Regions from separate parts of the Zea mays genome. Here region 2 is linked to region 1. Evidence: chromatin contacts called from public Hi-C data. All regions are on one chromosome and are shown on one strand. The core of a region is the stretch at or near the end of the contact, and the rest is flanking DNA. Distances in the headings are between cores, read along the strand shown.

Evidence for each region. A called contact is a pair of places that touch in the nucleus more often than the background predicts.
Region 2: a contact with region 1 is called in a Hi-C map of leaf, with 6 times the contacts expected there. The contact joins two enhancer-like sites. A contact is called at or near these places in 9 of 25 Hi-C or Micro-C datasets (ear, leaf and tassel).

What each region holds. Positions count from the first base shown.
Region 1 is chr9:69,402,550-69,410,089 of Zm-B73-REFERENCE-NAM-5.0, reverse strand. No RefSeq gene overlaps it. Among protein-coding and RNA genes, the nearest start is that of LOC100278708, 26 kb to the right of the region's middle. Within about 2 kb of position 3,304, at least 15 of the 20 cell types and tissues checked have an H3K27ac peak or open chromatin away from gene starts, as enhancers often do. A contact at or near this core is called in ear, leaf and tassel, where this site is marked.
Region 2 is chr9:69,562,798-69,570,337 of Zm-B73-REFERENCE-NAM-5.0, reverse strand. No RefSeq gene overlaps it. Among protein-coding and RNA genes, the nearest start is that of LOC103639995, 170 kb to the left of the region's middle. Within about 2 kb of position 3,682, at least 15 of the 20 cell types and tissues checked have an H3K27ac peak or open chromatin away from gene starts, as enhancers often do. A contact at or near this core is called in ear, leaf and tassel, where this site is marked.

The sequences.
Region 1 (7,540 bases), core at 2,055-4,554:
AAGGTAAATTTAAGAGGATTGTCGGCGGCGAAACGCACGACGGCACACGTGAACTAAACCGAAAATTGGGACAAGTTGTCGTGCGACGAAGCGCGCGACAGCACGCGCAAACTAAGCTAAAAAATAAAATAAGTGTCACGCGGAGAAGCGTGCGACGCAACACTTAGACAAAACCGAAATTAAACGAATCGTCGTGCAACGAAGCGCGCTACGAAATACCTGAATTAAATATGAAAATGACGTAAAGCGTCGCGCGACGAAGCGCTCGACGGCATACATCACTTAAACTAAATTTAAAACAAAACGTCGCGCGACTAAATGTGCGACGTCACACATTAAATAATCTAAAATTAAAATGAATCGTCGTGCGGCGAAGCGCGCGACGCAACACATTAATAATCTGGATTTTAACTAAATCGTCACGAGACATAGCACGTTAATTAAACTAAATTTAAAATTAATCAAACTGAAATTTAAATGTCGCGCGCTAGGTCTGCGTGCGCGGGAATGCGCTGCGCGCCGGGGACCAGACCGGCGCCGCGCCGGGGCGCGCGCAGGTGTAACACCCCTGCTGTTACTGAAAACTAAAACTTTGCATGACATCATATGCATTGGCATCTTTGTATTGAACACACTTAGAATGCATTCACTAGGACCAAGACAAATTCTAAATGAAATGTGGTAATGGATAGAGAGTGGAAAACCTAGTTTGAAAACTCAAGTTTTGGTCCCAAAGGTGAAATTTGTGATCTGGCAATATTTTGCCAAAAGTCAAAATATTAAAGTTATAGGGTTTTCCAAACCAAGCAATTTCCATGTGTAGAGATTTACAAGTTTCATAGGAAGAAGTGGAGAAAAACTTAAAACTAAGTTTTGACTTAGGGTTTGGAATTCTGGAATTCGTATTAGTTAGCTCTCTTTAGGCCTCTGTAACTTTCGATCTGTAGACAGTTTGAAAACGGTCGTTGTAGCAGAGTTGTAGAGCTGCACCAGGTGCTCAAACTTTATTAAGTCACATAACCCTAGGTCCATATGGAACTGGCAGAAAAAGGAGCCTAAGGATGCAATGTTCAGACTTCAGAGCAAATTTCAGCCCTGATGATTTTTGAGTCTGAAATAGATTTGGGGTACTCCTTAAGGGCTGATCCATATAGTTCTGGGCTATGAGTGTTGTACCAAAGTGGAAGCCTATACTTTTATGTACAAGTTTGATTAAGGGTAATGCCACTAAAACCAGTTGGACCTGACAGTAACAGTAGTCCAAAGATTCAATGTGCTAAATCTTATTTCAGCACACAGACATTGTGTGTTTGGCTCAACTTTGGAGCTCTCTAGTGCTTGATCCTTGGAGTATTAAACCATACCATTTAAAGAAAAGTTGAAGAACATATATTAGTGTGCAAGTTTGTTTAAGGGAGGCTGGCTTGGTGCTACACAAATATCACAGAAAAGGGTGCCTAAAGATGGGCTGTCAGGTTCTTGGAGTTTCCAGATAATGAATAGTGAACAGATTTGAGTTTCAGTATTTGGCTCTACTTTGGAGCTGTGTGGTGCCTTTTCTAGGCAATTTTGAGCTGAGATCCTTATAACAAAAATGGAGGTTATCTATAAATGAACAAATGTATTTAAGGGTGAGGGACTTGATCTTATACAAAACCTGGAGAAACATTGGTTCCAAGATCAGCTGTCAGGTTGGCTGTAATTGAATTATGTTCAGTCACTGAAAACTGAATTTGCAGTGCATGATGCCCGGTTTCGAGCATTTTTGTGACAATTTCATGAGGTTTTGGTCCAAAAGTTTTATAGCAAGATGGAAGATAATTTGAAGGTGAAACAGTTTCATGTTGAGAGTTGGGCTTGCTACTGAGTAAAATGTGAAGAAAAAGGTGTTGAAATTTTCTATGTCAGGTTGGGGGTGAGCTGTTTCAGTTAGCTGAAACTGGGTGTTTCAGTCTTTTTGCTCTACTTTGGTACACCATAACTCTTGTTCTGAGTATTTTGAACCATGGGTTGCTATAGCAAGTTAGTAGATCTATGGTTGGGGAATAACTCTTGTGAATTAAGATGGATCTGTTGCTATTGGTAATTGAGAGAAAAAGGGGTCCCAATTTGGTCCTGCATTCAAGTTCGACTAGTTCAGCTAGGATAAAAAAAATATCAGCAGACAGGATCCCAATCTACTACACCCTTCCAGGAAACTCTAGAAAAAAATGGATGAGAATAACTCTATCCTGAACAAAATGGCGTGAAGGCAACAGAGGCAGAATTGAGCATATCATAAATGGTGACTCAACTACTCATGTGTTTTGCTGTCAGCACAGGATTAAGCCTCCACTCTTTACCTCTCTGTATATTGGTCCTGTGTGGAGTGGGGAAGTGAAGCCACGTGCCTACACTCATGTAACTGATGGTACCTCGAGGTCCCTCCTCATCCTGATTTCTTTGAACCTAGCTAGTGCATACACTTTGTCCCATTTGCTTAAGAGCCAGGCTCAGGAGCCTTCGCTGCCCCCCCCCCCCCCCCCCCCCCCCCCCCCCCCCCCCCCCTTAGTTCAGTTCAGTTCACCGTGGGTTGTAGTGGCTCACGTCTTCATGTCTGTGTTAGCGCTCCCCTAGCCGCACCGGGTGTTTGCCCAAGTCCTTCGCACAGCGATTCCCTGCGTTTGGTGATCACGCCGCCGACGTCTCACCCCATCAAGGTCAGGCTAACACGGTATAATTTTGTGCCCTGGGTTTAGTATTCCAATGCTTACGCTTGATGGTGAAGCCCACCGAATTGCCCGTTTGATCTCTAACATTCTGGTTGGTCCAGAACACCGGCTTGCCGTCGTGGATCGACGCCGTGAACCACCCCCAACGTTGACCGATCCGCTTACGACTTCTCCAAGCAAACTTTGATGAGCATCGTGTGCTCGGTGAGCCACTGATGCTCCCCATACTCTTCGTTTAAGTTCTACCATGTCCTAGGTTCTAGTCGTGGCTCGCCGGACTTTTGTGTTCACCGGTGTCACGGTGAACATAGCTCTTAAGGTCTCCGTAGCCGTTTCTACCCTGAGTGAGTTCGCCTTGGTCCGGGGCATGCGGGGGTGCCTCGATTTTCGCTGGGGACGGCCCCTTTGGCTAGTTGGATTTCGGCTCGCCGACACTCTAGCGCGGCGGTGTCGTGGACCCGCCGTGGTAAAAGAAACGAAGACCGAGGGGTTAAACGCGTGGGACTTTGACTCACTGCAATAGTAGAATAGGCTCGGTGAAATTAATTTGGGCAGTAGGGACTTGGCCGCAAAAAGGATAGGCGCGGGCGAGAATGGCTGATGTGGGGCCGTGCTCTGGCAAACCCGTGGGCCGAGCGTATGGTTTCGGGCCAGTACCATTGGTGGTTTTCCTTTTTCTTTTGAGTAGCAGGTTGCAAAATTCATTATAAATTATAGGAAACTGCAAAAAATTACTAAACTAATTTTGTAGAGCCCACGAAATTATGTAGTTTATATTAAAATTATTCTTAGGGTTTTTGCCATAATAAGTAAATTCTTAGTTATTTTAAAGTACGCTTGAGAAGCTTGAAAGAATTTTAGAAATAAAACCATAGGTCCAAAAATCATAGAAAATTTTGAGAAATTTATATACCTTTAGAATAACTCCTGGTCAAAGTTTGAGCATGTTTGGAATTTATTTAATTAGAAAACCAGAAACTAACTATGTATGAGTATTTAAAACACACTAATCTTTAATACTAATTTAGGGTTGGATCAAACTTGAGTCACACATAATGTCAAACACCAATATTGGCAAGCTTTGGAGTATATGTTCTCTGATACTTTGAAGTAGATTTAGTTGGACCACTTTAAGCCATCATTAGATAACCTAAAACTATAAGTATAATAACTATATGTTTACTTAAGAATAATTGAGCATTCCACCTTTCCCTTGTGAGATTGTGCATATCATATCATTACATGAGCATGTATTTCTAGTTGACTTGTAGAGCACCTAGAAGAAGAATTTGAAGTGGAAGTGGAAGAGGAGCCTGTTCCTCCACCTGAAACTTCTCCAACTGAGGTTATCGCCGAAGGTCCTCCAGAAGGTGCCCCATTTGGATTTGCTGCTAACTGCAATATCCTTATAGAAGAGCCCGACTCTCCTCCTCACAAAGGCAAGCCCCGGTGCATTTACCACCTACTTGCTGTTTTAAAACTTTTATCACTTATATGCTGCATTAGGTGGTAGGAATTTAATGATTAACCCTTTGCTGCATAACTTCCTTGAATTATTGATTATCATCCTTGATACCTGATTTGAAAAGCTAGACGTGGTTAGTATGCTTATAGACTAGGAACAAAAATGTTTTGATCTATGAATCTTGTTTTTACAAAGAAAAATGAACTAGAATGATGAAGGTATCAAAGGCCTTGATGACTTCATCATTTTAGAAGGGTACCTCTAACAGGTACCAGGTTTTCATAAATAATTTAATGTGAGACCAGACATTGAGCAGGAAAGGTCGTACTGTCTATGTCGATTAAGGACCATTCCGATTGTTGGCCTGTTGATCTAGGACCCTTTAACTGGCCACATGCCTCATCATTGGTAAGCTTAGCCTCGGTTGGACCAATACTAGAAAGGTTGGCCCGCAATGGGAGTGGAGAGATGGCGAGAGTATCGTGTATCCACCTGGCAAGAGGCTGGATGGTGGGGTACTGAGCTATCGGTTGGCGGGGACCTATTCTGGTCTTGAGAAACCCATGGCCGAGTTGACATATGCAAGGGTTAAGTGCTACATATGTCGTGTGGTTGGAGATCCCCAGCTGGGTATTAATCGATTCGCATCGCCAAACTTCTCGGATATGAAGACTAGATCTTCGACCCTCAGCGTAGTTAACAAGTGAAACAAAAGATGCTAAAATGAAGCTAGTATAGGACAAGTGAATGCTCTAGATTAGGCAAATCTAGATGCAGAAAATGAACTTAACTTGTGAAGTAAAAGTTTGGCTTAAGGACCCACTACTAGTAAGCTTTTCTGCAAAACTAAGTCTTTGAAATTTGGTAAGCTTTACCTTGATTCCCAACAACTAGCATATCCTTGAGGGTCTTTTCTTTAGTCGGGTCAGTCTTGCTGAGTAATTCCATACTTAGGGTTTTATTCCCATTGTTGTTGCCGGAGAAGCTATCAACACGTTTGAGTTTTGTTAAACTCATAATAGCGACTTTTACTTATGTGCATTATGTGTGTACTGTGGGAAGATGGTTTCTTCCCAGTTGATGTAATAAGTTAGCACTTTAACTTTACCTCGGGCATGTAATAATAAATACTATTCGGTTTGTATACTTAAAAGTTACTTAATGTCTATTACCTTATTGCAAAGTCTTCCTCTCAACTCCTGTGTTTAAAGTTTATGTTCATGTATGATTATTGTAATAATTGCAACTTTGGGTGAATGGTCCTTGGAATTGAACGAGTTCATCGAAACTCGGCACCCCGAGTAAGTTATCTGATCCACTTACATATCTATCCAAGGCCTTGATGGCAAGGATTGGTGTACATGGGCCCGATAACTTGGTTGGGCTGTGAAAGTAGGGGCCACCGGGGAGGTGCCACGTAGGGGGCCGCCGGGGAGGGTGTGGTGTCGTGGGGGAGATGGGCCGCGCAGGGGCCATAGGGAAGGGGCCGCATGGGGGCCACCGGGGGAGGGCATGGGGCCGCGGGGGAGAGGGGCCACTGGGGGCGCTGCCGGGGGAGGGCGCGAGGCTACCGGGGAAGGGCATGGGGCCACGGGGGAGAGGGGCTACCGTGGGCGCCGTCGGGTGAGGGTGCAAGGCCGTGGGGGAGAGGGGCGCGTGCCCAGGGAAGAGGGAAGGGGAGGGAGGGAGAGATGAGAGGGGAGGGGAGCTCACCTTGGGATTCAACAATCGGCGATAACCGTCCACCGGATCACACCTAGGGCAAGGAGGTGGGAGAGAGGTGGAAGAGAGGGAGAGGGAGTTGCTGCGCGGGAAACACAAAATGAGATAGAGAGTGAAGGGGGCGCGCGCATGTGGGGTGTGGGGCGCCAGGGGCGCGCGGCCAGGGTCCGGGCCGGGCTGGGCTGGGTCGGGTTGCGGGCCAGGCCGGAAACCCACTACACGCATGACCACTAATCGGAATCCAATTGCGAATCAAAACCCAAAACGAGGCGAGACGGACGCGCGATTAAACACAGCATCAGACAAATAAATATGCTTCGGCATGATGCAACACCCATCTCAACTTAGGTTTTTGTTTACACATGATATGGACACCAGTCGCTATACTACTTTGAAAATTGGAAGAAGGAGCAAAACATGAAGAGAAAAGAGAGTAACGCCGAAATTTGGTGAGTATCGAAGAAGAAAAATTTTACCCCTCAAATTCAGGGCATTACAAACCTATCCCCCTTAAAAGAATCCCGCCCTCGAGATTCAAGGTTGGCCAGCAAAGAGTTCAGGATACTTGGCCATCAGATCATCTTCACGCTCCCAAGTTGCTTCTTCCTCAGAGTCGTGACCCCATCTGACTTTGCACATTCTGATAGTGTTCCTCCTGGTGACCCTGTCTGCAGTCTCAAGAATATGCGTTGGCTTCTCTATGTAGGTCAAGTCTTCTTAGACTTCCAGACCTTCCACTGGCAACTACTCTTATGGCACACGCAGACACTTCTTCAACTGAGACACAAGAAAGACATCATGCACTACTGACAAATCTTCTTGCAAACTGAGCTGATAGGCCACTTCTCCACGCTTCGCGAGAATCTGATACGGACCAACATATCGGGGTGCTAGCTTGCCTTTGACTCCGAATCTTCTGACTCCTCTGATAGGTGATACCTTCAGGTAGACAAAACTCAGCTCTCTCCTTCTCGTGTCTGCATAACTTTGCTGCCTTGATTATGCTATCTTCAGGTTCTCCCGAACCATCTTGATGTTCTCTTCAGCTTCGAGCAAAATGTCTGGCCTGAACACTTGCTTTTCTCAAGGCTGATCCCAATGCAACGGAGTTCTACAACTCCTTCCATAAATCGCCTGAAATGGTGACATCTTCAAGCTGGCGTGGTAACTGTTGTTATAGGAGAATTCTACATAAGGTAACCTCTTGTCCCATCCGGACTGATCTTGCAGCGCACAGGCTCTCAACATATCTTCGAGGACTTGATTAGTTCTTTCAGTCTGACTGTCTGTCTGCGGATGATAAGCTGAACTAAAATTCAAATGCGTACACAAAGCTTCATGCAACTGCTGCCAGAAATGAGAGGTGAACAGCGTTCCTCTATCTGACACTATCTTCTTTGGCAGACCATGAAGACAAACGATCCGGGACATGTACAGCTCTGGCAATATTGCAGTGATGTAGCTAGTCTTGACAGGTATGAAGTGGGCTGACTTGGTCAAGCGGTCCACCTCTACCCAAATGGAATCGTAGTCGGCTCGAGTGCGAGGCAATCCGACTATGAAGTCCATCCCGATTTCATCCCATTTACACTGAGGAATTCGCAACAGCTGCAACAACCCGGCTGGCTTCTGATGCTCCGCC
Region 2 (7,540 bases), core at 2,433-4,932, 160 kb before region 1:
AGTAAGTAATAATATTACAGACGAGAGCCATTTACATAATATAAATCAAAGTACACAGAATCGAAACATAGCCAACGTAAACAACCCACCACAGGCAGCTGACTGGGGGAGGTCGCTAGCCTAATCCTCGAACTCATCGAAGCCCTGGAACTCCTAGAGATCCGCCTCGACGCCTTCTTCTTTACCTGAGCATAGATTGCACCAAAGGCAACCTGGTGTTTTGTGAAAGCAAGGGTGAGTACACATCAACGTACTCAGCAAATGTCCCGTTTGGCTGAGGTGGACTAGCTTTATGTGGGGTTAAGGTCAAAGCAGTTGCTTTTAGTTGGTCAAGTATTTATTGTTAGTGGAAGCCAAGTTTTAGTAATAACCAACCCGTGAGCCATTTCCTCATCGAGGAAACATCATGATCATCATCGAACCAAAAACATTAGTAGAACCATTGTATCTCGAACCATCTGTTATCTCTAATCAAAGAGGATCCCAAGGCTGCTCATAACCGTGAGCACGGCTGATATATCAGTTTCATTACCCTCTGCAGAGGTCGCACACTTTACCCATGAGCCGTGATTCCCTCTCTAGCCCGGGCTTGCAAGACCCTTATTCACTCCCAAGGTGAATGGCCAGGGATTCACTACGAAGCCTTTACAAAGATTCCCTAGAGGTCATAGCTGCCCGTTAGGTTTCTCCAGTTTGATAAACACAGTACCTCTCCCCGCAGGAGGGTGACTAAAAAAGACAAAACGAAAGAACCTCGGCACTCCGCCTCGGCAGAGCAAGCACTGTGCCTGGACCCCATTGACGGCACGACGGCGAAGCAACTACACTTCTAGTTCCTCTAATTAATTAGCTAAGGGCACCCCATTCCACCCTCATGGTTGCACTGTTATCCCGGGTGGTCTCTCAACGAACAGGTCCTTACGGAGAGGTACTCAGGAAATAGCCTGAGCCCCCTAGAGTATCACAAGATCAACAGTATAATCAGGATAACAGTATCGTATCATAAATAGTCACATCATGTTCATTGATTAAGTTAAGGCAATTGCAAAATGCTAACCATAATAACCCAAAAGGTAAGCAAGGACAAGGTAAATACAAAGCTAGTCAATCCTTAGGTTGATCATGGTATGCGGGTTGATGAATTATAAAGTAAATGGGACATAAAAGGTCAAAGGACACTTGCCTTCACCAAACAGATGCTCAGGATCTTCAGCCTCATAGAACTCAGAGAGCTTGATCACATGGTCGCCAACGCTTGATCTTCGATCCCTCGAAACTTGGAGATGGATCGCATTCTAATTGCAACGCGGAGCGAAGACGAACAGACACAAGCAAGCAAACATATATATGCATAAGAACATTACACCATACAAATACAAACATAATAAAACATGCAAAACAAAATAGAGCGTGTTACTACAGTCACGCGAGGGAAAAGAAGTGTCGAACTCGAAGCGTCGATCTGGAAGATATCGCGTTTACGCTAAATAAATATTAAGTAAAACATTTAATTCGATATTATAAAATATAAATTATAACTGCTATTTAGTTCTAATTAAATCTGTTACGCTAACAGCTGTCAAATAAATAAGTAATTTAATTAACACAAGAGATTCTAAGCGATGCGAATTGACGATGCACGAAACAACACGACAGCGTGCGAACGACGCGCGGATACGCGCGACATCGCACGCTGATGACACACGAAACAGCGCGCGCGACGAGCGCGAACGAGCACGCCATCACGTGCGGAACAGCACGCTCGACAGGCGAGGAAAACTAAATAGGCGACACGTTTATACTAAACAAATATTAAATAAATAGAAAGTAGTTAAGTTAATATTTACCATGTTAATATTTATTATAAAAGTGCAAATTGAACATTACACATTTAATCTAACTGATATATTAATCTAATAAATATTAGTCGAGCAAACCTTAGGTTGATTATCTAAAATATATGATAAGCGAAAATAATTTATTATTACACGTAGACGCCACACGACACAAGAAACAATACTGCGGCACGCGCACGGCGTGCGACAACGCGTGTGAATGGCACGCGCGACATGGCACGCAACACACTAAACAAGGTGCGCGGAACGGCGTACGCGACAGCGCGCGTCGACACGTGTGAACGACACGCACGATGTGTGCGAACGGCACGCGCTGACTTAAACGTGCCACGCGAACAGTACAGGCGGGTAGTGTGCGGACAACACGCGACATGAGTGAGCGACGCGTGATGCGCGAAGCAGAATGCGAACATGCGAGAATCACTAACTAAATGTTGTTTTTATATTAAAAATAAATTAGCTAAAATATGTGAAACAATGGAACAATATTATTAACACGTCGTTACAAATCTAATACAAATCTAAAACAACTGGAACGAGACAAAATGGATCTACGAGGTAAAATATATTCAATATTTACTAGTTCACGTATTTAAGATGAGGTAGCGTATTTTAGTTGGCTGAGCCGAAACCACAAGGAGTACCACAAAATCGTGGCTGCAACCAATCCTGCACAACACTTTTTTCTACGTGAGTGGTGAGCCAATTTTATTAAAGCGCGCGAATCGCGTCTCGCTCGAACGGCGAGGCGAGAACAGCCTAGGCAAGTCGTGCGCGGGTTAAAAACGGTAAATCAGCTTCAATGGGGAAAAACAATATTAAAACCTTAGTTAAATAAATATTTAATAAAATATCTAAAACATGTGAAATGATGAAATAGTATTAGTAACACGAGGACAACGTCGTTGCAAATCCAATGCACTTAAAACAGATTGAAACGAGTAATTAAAGCAAAAGGCATGGAATAATTACTTAATCGCAGATTACCGATGATGTAGTGCATCTCACTGGTGACGAAGTGGCCGCAAAAAGGGTCACAAGAAGCAAGACCACAACAGATCCCGGAAGGATGGGATCAAGTGTGGCTATGGGCATTTCTCTTCTTCCTTCAGCCAAAAGCACGACCAGGAGAAAGGGGTCATCCATGGTTGATTTGATTACACGGAGAGGGCACGGCCAATAGCTGCAGGGGGAGGGTCTGCTCTCCTGCTGCCCTGCTGCACAGAATGGTAGGACGCAGAGTAGCAGGTGGCCATGGCGAGTGGGGGAGAGGCATGGCCGTCGGCAAGGGGGCACTTCACCGGAGGAACGCATGGGCAGGGGCGGTTCTTGGCTGGACGCCATGGCCACAGCTCGGTAGAGCGCGCGCGCAGCAAGGGGGCCCCGGTCAGCCAAGCTATAGGGCTCGCGCGCACAGGGGCATCGCCCTGCCTTGCCGTGACTTGGGCGTTCGCCTGGAGGTGCTGTCGCGCCCTGGGATGCTGGGGTCGGCCGCGTCGAGCTGGGCTAGCCGGGGACCGGCCGCGTCGAGCTCGCTTGCACCCGCGCTGCTTCCGAGGCTGCAGGACGGCGTTCGCCGTGGAGGGAGCGGGGGCTGGGGGATGAGGCGAGTGCGGAGAGGGGGCTGCACGGAGTTGGTTTGAGCGGCATTTTGCGTTAGTATTGCATCGTTGGGTGCTAGGACGTGCGTTGTGGGGGAGGTTAGAGGGAGGGGATGGACCTGACATATGGGGCCACAGACATGGCAATAGCAGCGGCTAGAGAGCGCACACGCGCGCTGTGCGAGCGAGGCGAGCCAGCTGAGGCTGGGCCGTGCAGGGGCCTGAGCGAGCGCGCACACGGGATGGGCCGCGCACACTAGGAATTGGGCCGGCCGGGCGAGGAGCGGGGCACGGGCCGCGGTGGCCTGCGCGTGGGAGTTTGGAGCACGGAGAGGAGCATCGGGTGGTTCTGAAGTTTTTGGCATCATGGACGCTGGTGACGACGTCGTGATAGCGAGCAGTTCTGCGTGCGAGGATATTGGAGAATGCATGCACGTGGGGCCCAGCCATTTTCTTCAAAACGTGCAGCAATTGGCTCACGGCTGGGGATCGTCTAAGGAAGGGAAAAGGAGTTTTGGAACATAAATTAAACAAACTTCGTAAATCAGATTAGAATAAATATCTGGATTTTACAAATCAATAAATTTCCAAAAAAAATCTGAAATTTATATTTAGTACCTGAAAATGTTCCAATGGCTCAAAAATTCTAGGACAATCCGTAGATATGTTTTGGCACCACGTGAACTCAAATCAAAATACTTAGAGTTTGTAAATTATTTTAGGTGTCTTAAATAAATAGATTTTGCTTTTCAGGAAAAGGAAAAAAAAACCCTGAAACAATAAAAAAATTGTTGGGGCTTCTACATGGTATATTAACACGTTTCAAACACTTTTTGCACTTAGAAACACTTTGTGACGGTATGAATGCAACAAACAAAACAGCTCTAGGGCTCACTTCACTAGGCTTACGCCAATATATAGCAAAATACCTATCCATTATTTAGAAAAAAAAAGAAAAGAAAAGTAAGGAAAAGAGAGGGTAACACCTGAATTTGGTGGATATTAGAAAAGAAATTTTATACCCCCAAATTCAGGGTGTTACACAAGCCATTCGGGATGGAATACCTCTTTGATGAACCCTGCTGTCATCAGCTTGTGGATCTCCTCGCCTATGGCTCTGCACTTTTCTTCATCGAATCGGCGCAGAGGCTGCTTCACGGGTCGGGCTCCAGCTCGGATATCCAGCGAGTGCTCGGCGACCACTCTCGGTATGCCAGGCATGTCCGAGGGACTCCACGCGAAAACGTCGGTGTTTGCGCGGAGAAAGTCGACGAGCACTGCTTCCTATTTGGGATCGAGCTCGGAGCCGATCCGGACCTGCTTGGAGACGTCGTTGCTGGGGTCGAGAGGGATGGATTTGACCGTCTCTGCTGGCTCAAAATTGCCGGCATGGCGCTTCACGTCTGGCGCCTCCTTAGAGAGGCTCTCCAGGTCGGCGATGAGGACCTTGGATTCGGCCAGGGCCTCGGCGTACTACACGCACTCCACGTCGCATTCGTACGCGTGTCGGTACGTGGGGCCAACGGTGATGACCCCGTTGGGGCCCGACATCTTGAGCTTGAGGTAGGTGTAGTTGGGGATGGCCATGAACTTGGCGTAGCATGGCCTCCCCAGCACTGCGTGGTAGGCTCCTCGGAACCCGACCACCTCGAACATGAGGGTTTCCGTTCAGAAGTTGGAGGGAGTCTCGAAGCAGACAGGTAGATCGAGTTGTCCGAGGGGCTGGACGTGTTTCCCGGGGATGATCCCGTGGAAAGGCGCCGCGCCCGCCTGGACCGAGGACAGATCGATCCGCAGGAGCCCGAGGGTCTTGGCGTAGATGATGTTGAGGCTGCTGCCTCCGTCCATGAGGACCTTGGTGAGCCTAACGTTGCCGATGACGGGGTCGACAACGAGCGGATATTTCCCCGGGCTCGGCACGCGGTCGGGATGGTCGCCCTGGTCGAAGGTGATGGGCTTGTCGGACCAGTCTAGGTAGACTGGCGCCGCCACCTTTACTGAGCAGACCTCCCGACGCTCTTGCTTGTGGTGCCGAGCCGAGGCATTCGCCACTTGCCCACCGTAGATCATGAAGCAGTCGTGGACCTCGGGGAACTCTCCTGCCTTGTGATCCTCCTTCTTATCGTCATTGCGGGCCCTGCCACCTTCCACAGGTGGCCCGACCTTGTGAAAGTGGCGCTGAAGCATGGCGCACTCCTCAAGGGTGTGCTTAACGGGCCCCTGATGATAGGGGCATGGCTCCTTGAGCATCTTGTCGAAGAGATTGGCGCCCCCGGGAGGTTTCCGAGGGTTCTTGTACTCAGCGGCGGCGACAAGGTCTGCGTCGGCGGCGTCGCGTTTCGCTTGCGACTTCTTCTTGCCTTTCTTCTTGGTGCCGCGCTGAGTGGACGCCTCGGGGACATCTTCCGGCTGGCGGCCCTGGGGTTGCTTGTCTTTCCGGAAGATGGCCTCAACCGCCTCCTGGCCAGAGGCGAACTTGGTGGCGATGTCCATCAGCTCGCTCGCCCTGGTGGGGGTCTTGCGACCCAGCTTGCTCACCAGGTCGCGGCAGGTGGTGCCGGCTAGGAACGCGCCGATGACATCCGAGTCGGTGACGTTGGGTAGCTCGGTGTGCTGCTTCGAGAATCGCCGGATGTAGTCCCGGAGAGACTCTCTCGGCTGCTGGCGGCAGCTTCGGAGATCCCAGTAGTTCCTAGGGCGCACGTACGTGCCCTGGAAGTTGCCGGCGAAGGCTTGGACTAGGTCGTCCCAGTTGGAGATCTGCCCCGGAGGCAGGTGCTCCAACCAGGCTCGAGCGGTGTCAGAGAGGAACACGGGGAGGTTGCGGATGATGAGGTTATCATCGTTCGTTCCACCCAGTTGGCAGGCCAGCCGGTAGTCCGCGAGCCACAGTTCCGGCCTCGTCTCCCCCGAGTACTTTGTGATAGTTGTCGGGGTTCAGAACCGGGTCGGGAACGGCGCCCGTCGTATGGCCCGGCTGAAAGCCTGCGGACCGGGTGGTTCCGGCGAGGGACTCCGATCCTCCCCGCTCTCGTAGCGTCCCCACGCTGGGTGGTAGCCTCGGCGCATCTTCTCGTCGAGGTGGGCTCGACGGTTGCGGTGATGGTGCTCGTTGCCGAGGCGACCCGGGGCCGCAGGCGCTGTGTTGCGCGTGCGCCCGGTGTGGACCGAGGCTTCCCGCATGAATCGGGAAGTCGTGATGCTCCGAGGGGTACCCCTGCCTTTGGGAGGCAGAGCTTTCGGCCCGTCGGACCGCGACATCTTCCAGGAGATTCTTGAGCTCTCCCTGGATACGCCGCCCTTCGGTGGTTGATGGCTGCGGCATCGCGCGGAGAAGTATTGCTGCTGCAGCCAGGTTCTGGCCGACCCCACTGGAAGCCGGTGGCGGCCTTGCCCTGACATCGTCGGCGATGTGGTGCTGGATGCCCTGGGGTGGATGACGCGCTTCTCCGGCCGGAGCTTGGCCTGCCCATTCCTGCCCGATGTTCCGACGGAACGGCTCAAGGGTTCCTGCTCCCTCGTCGAGCCTGGCCTGCATCTCGCGGATTTGCTCGAGCTGTGTGTCCTGACCCCCGTAGGGACTGGGACCACAGCTAGCTCCCGAAGGATGTCAACGCGAGGCGCAGGCCTAGGGGGATCACTGTTTTCCGGTATACCAAGATGGTTGCCTTCGCCGGGACCCCCTAGATCGACGTGGAAACATTCACGACTTGGGCCGCAGTCCTCGTCGCCGAAGCTGTGGCTACCGTCGGAACAGTCGGAAAGGCAGTAGTCGCATGCGGTCATGAAGTCCCGCATGGCACTGGGGTTACCAAGTCCGGAGAAATCCCAACAAAAGTTGGGCTCGTCATCTTCTTCGAAATCCGAGGACCCGTAGGTCGAGACGGCTGTCAGCCGGTCCCAGGGTGACCGCATACCGTACCCCGGAGGGTTTCGGCATGTCTCTATAAAGGCTTCCATCGAAGCGAAGTCGCTTGGTGGGTCGAGGCTGAATCCAAAAGGCACGAGATGGGAATCGGTCGGTACCTCCTGGTCGACGGGCGGTGACGAAGTCGCGTTAGGGGCAGACTGCACCGTCGTCTC